Linked DNA regions of Ovis aries: region 1 is linked to region 2. A link is a contact called in public Hi-C data. All regions are on one chromosome and are shown on one strand. Each heading gives the region's core, a stretch centred on a gene start, on an enhancer-like site or on the middle of the called end of the contact. The rest is flanking DNA. Distances are from core to core; before and after follow the strand shown.

The links. A called contact is a pair of places that touch in the nucleus more often than the background predicts.
Region 1: a contact with region 2 is called in a Hi-C map of tail adipose tissue, with 2.1 times the contacts expected there. The contact joins the promoter of SESN3 here to the enhancer-like site in region 2. A contact is called at or near these places in 2 of 16 Hi-C or Micro-C datasets (skin fibroblasts and tail adipose tissue).

What each region holds. Positions count from the first base shown.
Region 1 is chr15:14,824,767-14,827,466 of ARS-UI_Ramb_v3.0, forward strand. SESN3 (sestrin 3) reads left to right here and starts at 1,281. Exons shown (of 10, transcript XM_015100885.3): 1 at 1,281-1,581. The coding sequence starts at 1,504.
Region 2 is chr15:14,664,471-14,667,170 of ARS-UI_Ramb_v3.0, forward strand. No RefSeq gene overlaps it. Among named protein-coding and RNA genes, the nearest start is that of SESN3, 160 kb to the right of the region's middle. Within about 2 kb of position 1,366, at least 5 of the 54 cell types and tissues checked have an H3K27ac peak or open chromatin away from gene starts, as enhancers often do. A contact at or near this core is called in tail adipose tissue, where this site is marked.

The DNA.
Region 1 (2,700 bases), core at 31-2,530, 160 kb after region 2:
GTTTCGGGGTGTCTCGCGTCGGAACCCGCCTTCGACCAGCATGAGCGCTGCTAGCCCCTCTGGAGACCTTACTCTCCCACTTGTCTGTCCCCCTCCACACCCTGAAAGCTTGAGTTTCCCCCAGTTACATCTGCTTACTCTCCCCAGAACGTGAACACCAAAATCCTGAATTCATTTGTAGCTTTGCAAGAGGCAGGTCTAGCCCAACAGCTTTAAATGGCAATTTGTTCTCTGAAGCTTCGTTCCCAGGCAGGGCTCCGAGCTCTGCGTTTATCTAACCAGCTGCCCCAGAAGGACCTTGGGGTGGAAGACAAACCTGTCTCTTTGGCCTTGTAGAGCTGGACAAATTAAAGAATTTTCGTTGCTGAGAGACTACGACGAGAAGGGGCTTTAGATGGAGGAGGAAACCGCTAACCCACAGGTTTTGAGGCTTTTGTTTCCCTGTAACCGACTAATGGTGTAAATATACCTAAACATCTATCCCCCACCCGGTGCCGAAGCTTTAGGTAACTGGTCTTTTGCAAAACAAGGATAAGCGATGCATAAAGTTCTTTGAGATCCTTGGCTGCCAACTGCTACAGGACTGCAGTCTTCTTTCCAGCTAAGATTCTGGGTAAGAAAGAGAAAGCCTAACCACCGTTTTAGCTCCCCCCACCCCCACCGTCTTTCTCAAGAAATAGGAAACATTTAGTCGAGTCTTAGACCCTCTAGCGAACTCTAGCTCCCAGCTATTTATCTCATTCCCGCCCCATTTCAGCGGGGACCTAGCGCAGGGGCTGTGGCTGGCCTTAGGGGAGGGGCTGGGTTCCACGGGGTTATTTGCATGTGACACACCCCCTTCCCCTTATTGGCGGAGCCGCGCAAACTCGGTTCCCTCCCACCCGGCTACCGAACTAACCCGCCGTCTCCCTGCAGTTCGGAGCCTCGGAGACAAACTTAACTTGCCCGGAGATTCGAGGCGTCCTCGGCGCCTGTGATTGGCGGGCGCCGCGCCCAGCCGACTACAGCCGCTCATTGGCTGCGGGCTGGCGCCGGGGGGCGTGGCCGGGGCGGCCCGACTGGCGGGAGGGGGCGGTGCCGGGGCGCGGAGGTGGTGAAGGCGCTGAGGCGGCGGGGGCGGGGCCGCGCGGAGGCGCTGAGGCGCTGCGGCTGCGGCGGCGGCGGCGGCGGCGGCGGCGGCGGCGGCGGCTGCTGGTCCTGGCCGGGCGGGGGCGGGGGTCTGCGGGATGGGGGCGGGCTGGACGACGCGCCGCTGAGGAGCCGCCGCCGCCGTCTCCGCCGTCGCTCCGGCAGCCGCCGCGGGGGTCGCTGCGGGCAGCCGCCCGCTCTCCGGCCGTCGCCGCCCCGTCCCGTCCTCCTGCCCCGAGGAGGCTGAGGCTAGAGGCGCGGCCTGCGGGGCGTGTGAGGGGGACAGTCTGGGCCCCGCAGCGGCGCGGGCGGCCGCAGTGACAGCCCGGCCCCGGCCCGCCGCCCGCCCGCGGTGCCCGCGCGCCCGCAGCCGCGATGAACCGCGGCGGCAGCAGCCCGTCGGCCGCCGCCAGCTACCTGCTCTGTACCAACTGCCGGAAAGTGCTGCGGAAGGTACGGGCTCGGCTCGGGGCCGGCCCCGAGGGGCGCTTCCTGCCCGCGGCGGCCGAGGGACCCCGGGGCCTCTCCGCCGGACCCCCAGAAGGGGGCCTGAGCCGCGAACGGAGGCGCTAGCCTGCTGGGCTTTTGATTCCTGCCGGGGCAGCGCTTGGCCCCCGGGGCTGGGGGTTTGGGGGTGCTTGCTGTCCGTCCCTCCGTTCACCTAGCTACCTTGCCCCCCCTCATTCCCTCTCCTCGGGCGGAGGGGTGACGGACCTGTTCGGTCCTCCTCCCGGTGTTCTGGGTGCAAGTCGGTGTGAAATCAGAACTGGTCTGGTCCAGAGGAACCTGGTTCCCTCTCGGCTGCGGCTAACTCCTGCGGGTGTTGTTTTTGTTTATTTCGGTTTTGCTTCTGCACGCTCTACCCGAATACTCTTTTTTTTTAAAACCTTCTTGTTGATGGTCGTCTTGTGGCTCTGGGTCGATCCCGAAAGAAACTGGTAAAGCAGCTTGAACTTTATGCCCATGGGAAACGCTGTTCGACGTTACGGTTCCTCAAGCTGGGACTGGGGGAGGTGGAGACGAGGGTGGACGTGAGTTGTCCCTTTTTAGCGCTTACCCCCCATCCCCCGTTCCCCCCCAACCCCCGCACCCTGGTGTTGCTCCAGAAAAATCAGACGCGCAATCAGTTTATTGCTTCCCAGAGTGATTGATAGAAAGTTTACTCCAGTTTTGTTTAGCTCACTTGGCTTAATCGCTCCGTTAAGGGTTGGGGCGGGGGCGGGGGCGGGGGATGCGGTATGAAAAGATGTCGCTTTAGACCTAGAAAAGCTTTTAATCAGACTTTAACAGCCGCCATTGGGTTATATTATAATTAGCTTATTCTTCTCGAGACTATTTTTACATTTCATTAAGTGGAAACAGTAGTTGAGGTGCTTCTGTTTGTTCAGTACAAATGAATTAAAATTGCTGAGCTTTGCAAATGCTTCTGGACTGAAAGGCTAAGATGAATACGGCACCGTTTTTAGTCAATTTCTTTAACTACAGTTCAATTGAGATTGTTCTTTCTATATTAAAAAAAAAAGAAAGAAACATGTAAGTAAGCAAGCTCAAATATTTGCGCTCTTTGTCCAA
Region 2 (2,700 bases), core at 116-2,615:
CAAAAAACTAAGATCATGGCATTCTGGTCCCATCACTTCGTGGCAAATAGATGGGGAAACAATGGAAACTGTGACAGACTTTATTTTCTTGGGCTCCAAAATCACCGTGGACAGTAACTGCAGCCATGAAATTAAAAGACACTTACTCCTTGAAAGAAAAGCTATGACAAACCTAGACAGCATATTAAAAAGCAGAGACATCACTTTGCCAACAAAGGTCTGTATAGTAAAAACTATGATTTTTTCAGTAGTCAAGTACAGTTGTGAGAGTCGGACCATAAAGAAGATGAGTGCCAAAGAATTGACGCTTTTGAACTGTGGTGTTGGGGAAGACTCTTGAGAGTCCCTTGAACAGCAAAGAGGTCAAACCAGTCAATCCTAAAGGAAATCAACCCTGAATATTCATTGGAAGGACTGATGCTGGAGCTGAAGCTCCAATACTTAGACCACTTGATGTGAAGAGCCGACCGACTTGTTGGAAAAGACCCTGATCCAGGGAAAGGCTGAAGGTAGGAGGAGAAGGGGGTGACAGAGGATGACATGGTTGGATGGCATCACCAACTCAATGGACATGAGTTTGAGCAAATTCTGAGAGATAGTGAAGGACAGGAAAGGCTGGTACACTGCCATAGGGTCACAAAAGGTCAAACATGACTGAGCAACTGAACAACAACAACTCCTTTTTTACCTCGCCATCCCCTAAGACATGTTTTTATGGCATCAGTGACCTCTCCTTCATAGCATCATCACATTTGCAGTTTCACAATTATTTGTGTGGTATTAGATTAGTCAATAGTTCTCTTCACAAAATTGTAAACATCCCAAAGGCAGGAATCAATTATAGTTTTGTTCCTATTGGATGCCTAAGCTTTGTATAGTGCCAACAAATGGCAGCTCTCAGGATTTCTTGAATAAATATATCTGGAGTATAGAGCTTTCCTTTATCTTCTCCTTTCTTGACTTCACTACACATAAAATCTATTTTAATCTCAAACGTCATCATGTTACTTCTTTTCTGAAAACCATCAATGACTCCTCACCACTCAATGAGGGAGTCTAAGCTTGCCATGACTTTCAAGTAAGGCCTCTGAGTTTACCTATTTGTACCTGTTCTATAATTATCAGAAGTGACCTCCTTTCTTTCTCAAAAGTGTTCTAGTTCAGTTGATAAATTTTATGGTCCCCTTCTACAAATGACTTCCCATATCTGGTCCCCTACAAGATTTCCCAAATCTCACTACACCATTAATGCACCAGCAACACTTATCTGCTCATAATTCTCTATCAACCCATGTGGCTTGTTACCTCCAGGCATTTACCACCACAATTCCCTGTGGCCAAACTTCATTCCCCTTCTCTCTGACTCATCCTGTGTGATTCAGCCCATTTCCTAACTGCTGCAGAAGGCCTTCTCTGATCCAGCGACCTCATCCCAACCCCATGGCCAAGTTAGGATTCTTTTTGCTTGGATCTTGCCCGGTCCTCTAATCCTCTATACATTATCCCATCATTGCACTTTCACATTGAATTGTAAATGCTGTCCTGTGTCTGTCAGCAACCCCTGCCTTCACACACACACACACACACACACACACACACACACACACGCCCTCAAGGGGCTGGACTCTGTGTAATTCATATCTGTGTACCCACTGCATACCACACAGTCGACTCACAATAATTACTGTTTGAACAAAAAATGTTTTTGAAGATTTTATTTATTCAACAAATGCAATTTAGTAAATAGACCATTTATTTTCCTAATTTTATTAACCCCAATCATTTATAACTTTTCATCTGATTTTCTATTCAGCATGAGCAAACCCATGATACCCTCACTAAGTTAATATTATTACAGCCAAAGCAAAGAAGTTTGATGTTTACATATGCCTGTGTTTCTTTCTCCATGTTAGACTTTTTAAAACAGCTACTTTTTAAAAGTAGCTTTCATACCTCCAGGGTTGCAAGCTTGAGCTAGTTTAACTACCTCTGGTTTTCTCCCTTGGCTCTAACCCTCCCTCTTCCCCTCCCCTTCAGCCCCCACCTCATTCTTTCTGCTTTCCCTCAGTCCTAGGATCTCCTGAGTTTTATCTGAAAAGCACATGGGGCACAATATGATTCAAAATTTTTTTTTTAATGCTTCAAACCTTTATACTAAATCTAATTCAGATGCTGGCTGCCTTGCCAAGCTTGCCGAAATAGGTTGAGAAACTCTCCGGGGAATTATTTTTAAAACCCTTAAGTTTGAATATCATTGTCCTAAGATGAGACATATAACATATGATAAATAACATTTCTGCTGAATGTGCGAAATAAAGTCTCGTTGCTAAGAAGGAGAAGTTTCCAGGAAAGAGCTCTAGACTTTGAATCAAACCCTGGTTTGCATCTGGCCCTGTCACTTCCTGGATCTGTTCACATGGGCTGTATATTTATCTCTTCAAGCCTGCATTTCTTATTCTATAAACTAGGATAAGAATGCAAGCTTCACGGGGTTGTGGGGAGGACCCGATGTGAAGCTGTGTATCAGTAGTTCTCTAAGTAATGTGCTTATAAAGGGAGAGATTTTCACAGCTCCCTCAGTGTTGATTTAAATTGTTTTTATTATAGTGTTGCTTAACTAGGAACAAAAAATAACACTCGGTATAAATTCCTTAAGCTTGTAAAATTATAAACTAAAATAAATTATAAATTTTAAAAAGC